Regions from separate parts of the Macaca mulatta genome. Here region 2 is linked to region 1. The links are chromatin contacts, called in public Hi-C maps. All regions are on one chromosome and are shown on one strand. Each heading gives the region's core, a stretch centred on a gene start, on an enhancer-like site or on the middle of the called end of the contact. The rest is flanking DNA. Distances are from core to core; before and after follow the strand shown. Region 1 has its middle 91 kb from the start of FAM161A. Region 2 holds the start of XPO1 (exportin 1).

Region 1 (3,372 bases), core at 573-3,072:
TCTCTCATGAATGGCTTGGTGCTATCCTTGCAGTAATGAGTTCTCACTCAATCTCTGAGAACTGATTGTTAAAAAGAGCCTGGCACCTCCTTTCCTCTTGCTCCCCCTCTTGCTGTGTGACACACTGGCTTCCCTTCACCTTCTACCATGAGTGGAAGCTTCCTGAGGTTCTCATCAGAAGCTGATGCCAGGGCTGCTGATGAATATACAGCCTGCAGGCCAAGCGTGGTGGCTCACGCCTGTAATCCTAGCACTTTGGGAGGCCGAGGCGGGTAGATCACCTGTGGTCAGGAGTCCAAGACCGCCTGGTCAACATGATGAAACCCTGTCTCTACCAAAAATACAAAAACATTTAGCTGGGCTTGGTGGCAGGTGCTTGTCATCCCAGCTACTTGGGAGGCTGAGGCAAGACAATCACTTGAAGCCAGGAGGTGGGGGATGCAGCGAGCCGAGATCGCGCCATTGCACTCCAGCCTGGGCAACAAAAGCTAAACTCCGTCTGGGGAGCGGGGGCAGGGAGAAGGCTGGGGGGCAGTGGCTCAAGCCTGTAATCCCAGCAACTTTGGGAGGCTGAGGCGGGTGGATCACCTGAGGTCAGGAGTTCGAGACCAGCCTGGCCAATATGGTGAAACCCCGTCTCTACTAAAAATACAAAAATTAGCCTGGCGTGGTGGCACGTGCCTGTAGTACCAACTACTCGGGAGGCTGAGGCAGGAGAATCGCTTGAACCCGTGAGGCGGAGGTTGGAATAAGCCGAGATCCCGCCACTACACTCCAACCTGGGAGACAGCGAGACTCCATCTCAAAAATAAAATAAAATAAAAAATCTTGCATCAACACTCCTACGTAAATGTCTCTGCTATTCACTCAACAACTGGTCATCAACCTCCACCCCGCAAACACAACCGTCAGGTCTATCTGGTTCCCAAGTAGGCGGGTCGGTGACCCTCACGAGGAAAGGGAGTGTGTGGGCCTGTCCGTCTCCAAGGCCTCTCCACCCAACAGTCCCTCAGCGGTTTCGCTGTTCTGCGAGGTCTTTACCCCAGGATGTTCCGGGAAGTCAATCCCTCCCCGCCCTAGGCTACACCTGGAGCGGCCAGCAGCTGACCCGAACTTTCTGCCGGGCCTCCTTTCTCATTCCTCGGGTTCGCCAGTGCCACACCCACCAAGGGCTTGGTCTCGTAAGAAGGCCTCGCTGGACTACCGCGACTTGTTACTTATGGGGGAGGATTTACGCGCGTCCTTCCGGAAGCCACACATCACTTCCCTCGCTCCGCCCAGTTTATAGACCTGCGCACCCGCAAGGGCATGAGAGAGACTAGCCGGCGCGCGGGGACGCCGCGGGGACGCCCTTGCGCACGCCCGTACTTCCGCCCCGTCCAGCCCCCTGGTTGCGGAGCCACGGGCCAATCAGATCATGCCTCGCCTCTACGCCCCCGGCTCCCCGAAACTTCTGTCCTCCTTTGAGGACGACTTTGGAAACACAATAGTCCCCTCGCCGACGTCGCCTTAGACGCGTTGCCATACGTCGTCACCCATAGAAACGGCTTTCCGCGGGGCGGACTCCAAGCCTCTCTTGTGTGAGCGGGCGGGGGTAGCGGGAAAGGCTGTTTTTCATTTCCAAGAGAAAACCGTCACCCCGCCCACCTCGAACCTCCTCCCAACACCTCAGGATAGAAACGCCGCGCTCAGGGAAATGAGAAGTGTTCTGATACAGGAAAAAGGAGTTCGTATTTCTTTCAGAAGGTGACCGTTTTCCTCCTTCTGAGGTCACGAGCTGTCCGTCCCATGCCCAGAATTCCTGAGGCCCGGCGTGGCGTGTTTCCGGTCGCTGGGCTCCTCCGAGAGCTGTGGGAAGAGGCGCGGGCGACGGAGGGCGTCAGCGAGCTCGGTCTTCGCCTGCCTTCGCCGGCGTGGACTCTTCCCAGTGTCCGTCTTCCCCCGCGAAGTAATAGTGTCCTGTATTTCCTGATTGTAAGAATAGTGCTTTTAAAAAATGCCTGCTCCCTGTAATAGCAGTAGTTCAATAGTACATACATGTTTATAAAAGAAACTTAAACTCTCATTCTTGCCACCATGGATAATACTATTAACATATTGCTACATAAATTTAGAGTTTTCATACATACACGTAAAGATGTTTGGTTTTTTAAAATAGGAAAACGTAACCGCGTTGTCTCCCAGTAATGTCTTTGCAGGTAAATTAAAATAGATTTTATATATACATATATGTATACGTGTGTATACATTATATATAATGTATGTGTGTAATATATGTATAATATATGTATAATATGTAATATATACATATTATATATGTATATGTAAAATCTCTTAATATATATATTTTATATATATATATATTTTTAATAGGGTCTTGCCCTGTTGCCCAGGCTGGTCTTGAACTCCTGGGCTCAAGTGATCCTCCCACCTCAGGCTTCCAAAGTGCTGGGATGGTGGGCATGAGCCACCGGGTCCAGCCTACAGAATCATTTTTAATGGCTGTATGGATATAATTTGTTCAACCAGTCCCTAAGTTGTTGGACTTTTCAGGTATTGACAGCTTTTCAGGTCTACAATCCTAGATGAATATTCTTATATGTAAATCTGTATATGTCCTTGATTATTTTCTTACAATAAATTCATAGAAGTAAAATTACTGGATCAAGGAAAATGCACGTTTGTAAGATTCCAAATGTTACCAGACGCTCCCCTAGAAACCTATTTACTACTTTTCCATTAACAGTATGAGAACGAATATGCTGTCTGCATCTCCTTGCTAATCTTAGATATTGTCAATCTTCCTGATCTTTATCATCTCTTTAAAAAAGGCCTGTTTTAATTTGCAGTTTGTTGCCTACGTGTAAAACTGAACATCTTTCATATAATTATTGGCTCTATTTTTGTGAATTGCTAGTTCATGACTTCTGCCTATTTTTCAAATGAAATATTCATATTTTAGAAATTGCAAGTGCTTTTTGTATATTAGAAATATTAACCTTTGATTGAGATATTTACAGATATTTTTCCTGTTTTTTAAATTAATCTTTTAATATCACCTATGGTTTTTTTTGTTTTGTTTTTACTGAGGAAAGTTTTTAATTTTTATGTAGTTATGTCTAATGAGTCATTTCCTTTGTTTCTAGCTTTGATGTCATGGTTACCTGTATTTTCTTCTAGCATTTTTAGAGTTTAAAAAAAATAATTTGCCAGGCGCAGTGGCTCACGCCTGTAATTCCAGCACAAATGCTATGCATTTACATCGCGTTAGGTATTATAAGTAATCTAGAGTGATTTGAAGTATACGGGAGGATGGATGTGGGTAGGTTATATGCAAATATTACATTTTATGTAATGGGCTTATTATCCACG
Region 2 (3,372 bases), core at 486-2,985, 220 kb after region 1:
TATAAATATACTGCATTGCGTTTTATTTTGTATTATTTTTATTGTATTATTTTAAAAATATTTTCCACCCAGGGCTGGTTGAAATTGAGGATGGGGAACCCACGGATAGAGGGCCAACTGTACATCACATATCATACATAGTACTTTATATATGTATGTATATATGTATATAAAATGGCTTGATATTATTCATTTATGTAATGAATAAAAACTTAGGTCTGAAAATCATCCAAAATCATTCTGGTGCATCTAAACATTGAGTTGTTGGGTTTTTCTTTATTGGAGGGGGAGTTAGAATAAGTGGTGCTTTGAAGTTAGTCATAGTCCATCGTGAACGAACATTTGCTAAAGAAAATTGTATTACTTCAATAAACCATTTATCTACCTCTTGGTGGCACAAAGGGCCTAGTAAATTTTGGTGGGCTATTTGCTCTTAAGCAAAGAACAATCTGTAAAGCTGATTTGGAGGACGCTTGGGAACAAACAAGAGACGCAACCACGTGAAAGACAACGTGCATGTGACTTTCACAGAAAATACTATTTGGTGATGATTTAGTATGTGAAGTGCCGCTAGGGTGAAAGGAAAATCTGAGTGTTGCAGATCAAGGGCACCAGGTGGGACGCAGTTGGCATGCAAGCTCACCCAGCCAAAACATGCGCTGTCAAACCAATAACCTGGGATTACAATGTTTTGGCTTTCAGGAAAGGTTGGTTGTCGAAGCGGCCAAATTCCAGCCTGGGGAGGCAGAGTTGAAATTTTAAGACTTTCCCAAGAAGTATTTCGATATATTTTCCGAGACCCTGAGAAGATCACGAGGCGCCAAGAATGCACGCCCTGCGCCTCACCCCAACCTCTCTCTCAGCTACCTGGCCCAACCCAGGCCTCTAAAATGGATTAGAGGTCTGGGGCCTACAATTGGCCTCGGAAGTGTTCCTTTCCCTCCTTTCTCCACCCCTCCGAGAGTTCAAAACAACTGGGTGTGCCATCCCTTTTCCGAACGCATCCCCCATCTGAGGGGCGGATCCTAATTCCCGCGGGCTCAGGCCCCCGCAGGTTGGCGGGAGCCGGTGGGGGCGGGCCGGCCGAGTCCGGGAAGCAGATCGAACACCGCCGCGCGCCGCGATCAAACTCGCGCCGCCACTAGCTCACGAGCTGCGCCCCACCCTCTCCGTCACCGAAGGCGCCCAGCCAATGAGCGGGCGGGAAAGGCCGGGCCTGCGAACTAGGCACTGGGAGGGTGAGGGCCGCAGGGGGAAGGGAAGTCGAGAGCTCGAGGGCGGGCTGCACTTGATTGACAGCTCGTTCGAACGAATCCTCCACGCGGCTTTCCTTCGCTCTCTTTTCTACTCAGCCCTGCTCTTCGTCCCACCTCCTCCTCCTCCACCCCTCTCCTCTTGCCTTTCGACCCTCCCCACTTCCCCTCCCCCACTCTGCGGGCAAATCGCTGCTGAAAAGAGGCGGGGGCCGAAGCGGCGGGCTCGTGTGGAGCCTTGAGGTGGGATTGACTGGCGCTCAGGCCAATGAGAGATAGGCTCATGGCGCGGCTGTAGCTGGAACTGACCAATAGGAGGGCGGGCTGGGGGCGGAGGCCCAGGTTCCAAACGCTCCGCGGCGCCATGGGCTGAAAACTCAACCGAGATGGAATCTCCCAGTCTGAACCGGTTTCAACCGGTTCCGAGTTTGAGGCACTAGGAGGAGGGGGAGAAGCGGCTGCAGCGGCCGCGGCAGGAGCAGCGGGAGCTACAGCATCAGCAAGAGCAACAGTAGCTACAGCCCCGGCGGCGGTGCCTGTTCCAGTCTTTGCTGCTGCAGTCCGTGCAACCACCCAGAGGGGGAGGGGGGAACCACCAGTCGCTGAGGAGCAAGAGAAGGGGGGAAAGTTTAGGCGAGCCTGGGGGGGGCCCAGCGCCGGAGCCGCGTGAGAGAGGGAGCCGTGTTTTGGTAGGGGGGAGTCGGACTGCAACTGGCAGCAGAGCGTCCCCCCGGCCGTGTGGACTCTACACCCCCTACTCCTGCCGCTTCTGCTGCTGCCTGTGGCTGGAGGGTCCCCCTGGGGCTGAATCTTTGGGACTTGACCCGGTTCCCTCCCCCTTCCCTCACTCCCCAGCCGGGCGGGAGCATTTATTCCCCAGATTAATTCCCCTTCTTTTTTGGGGGGCGGGTGGGTGTGTGTGTTGGGGGGAAGCGTCCCTGAAATAGTAAATATTATTGAGCTCTTTTTGCCCTTTTCCTCTCCGTTTTTTTAATTTCTTTTTTTAAGGTGGGAAAACTGTGAAACCCACCTTGATTCGTCCCCTCTCCCCCTCCCCACCTTCCCTGGCCCTAATCCCCCGACAAGGAAGGAAGGAGCAGTTGGTTCAATCTCTGGGTAAGTCGACTGTGTCTTTGGGGCCGAGGGTCGGGCGGCGGCGCGGCCGGGCGGGAGGAGGCCAGCGTGGGGCGCGGCGGTCGCGGGAAGCGAGCCCAGGAGGCGGCGGGCGGGCCGGGGGCGCGCCGGGCCCACAGCGGAGCCTGCGATTGAATGGAGCCGCTTTTGCCGCTGGGGGATGGAGGCGGGGAGGCGGCCGCGGGAGGGGAGCGCTTGCTGGGTCATTCGCGTGTGCGGGTGGCGGTGGAGGAAGGCGAGGAGCGTGATAGTGAAACGGGGCCCCGCGCGGGGTGGAAGGGCTTCCCCAGCCCCACGGGCTGGGGAGAAGTTGGGGTGATTTCAGGAACATCTCTGTAAATTATTAGGAGTGGAAGTTTCCAGAAATATTTAGTGCAGCAGCATTGAAACGTCCGCCTGCATCACGTGGCCCCCTCGGTGGAGAGCTTGGGATGGGGGAGGGAGGGGCTGCCGACTCCCTGTTCCTCCAGCAAGGAAACTCGAAAGCTCTCCGGTTTTTTGCAGAGTGGCATGTGAAGTAGGAAAGATGAATTTTTCAGGGGCCTGCACATGGGATTCCGTCTTGTAGTTCCTTTTCAGGGGGTTGTGTGTGATAAGTTGGTTAAACCATTTACTGGTGGCCTCGTACAGTGGAGGATGCCCTGATTCTCCTTCATTCCGATGTCTGAGTTTGGGTTGGGTGGGAGGAAGTGGTGTAGTAGAGGAAGCATTCATTACTGGCTCAGCCCGGACCTCCTCTGATCACGCCGAGGCCATGCTGCATAGAGAAAGGGGCGTTGAACTTAAGGCGCCTGGTCTAAATGCCTCCTCCGAGTATGGGCGGGGTGAGTGCGTGCTCCCGTGTGCTATAGTTAGAAGGGCTGCAAATCGGTTCGGGTGGGAAGCCAGGGGAGGGCGGGCCCTAGTGAGGTGTGTTTCTCCTGAATGAAGCAGGCGGTTGCCCACACACCTAAGGAGCAGTCAGTCTTTCGCCTTGTAGCGACTT

Evidence for each region. A called contact is a pair of places that touch in the nucleus more often than the background predicts.
Region 2: a contact with region 1 is called in a Hi-C map of fetal cortex germinal zone, with 2.5 times the contacts expected there. The contact joins the promoter of XPO1 here to the enhancer-like site in region 1. A contact is called at or near these places in 4 of 14 Hi-C or Micro-C datasets (cortical neurons, fetal cortex germinal zone, fetal cortical plate and 1 more).

The regions. Positions count from the first base shown.
Region 1 is chr13:62,972,524-62,975,895 of T2T-MMU8v2.0, forward strand. No RefSeq gene overlaps it. Among named protein-coding and RNA genes, the nearest start is that of FAM161A, 91 kb to the left of the region's middle. Within about 2 kb of position 1,823, at least 32 of the 40 cell types and tissues checked have an H3K27ac peak or open chromatin away from gene starts, as enhancers often do. A contact at or near this core is called in cortical neurons, fetal cortex germinal zone, fetal cortical plate and 1 more, where this site is marked.
Region 2 is chr13:63,195,720-63,199,091 of T2T-MMU8v2.0, forward strand. It overlaps XPO1 (exportin 1), which reads left to right and starts at 1,736. Exons shown (of 25, transcript NM_001266844.1): 1 at 1,736-2,369.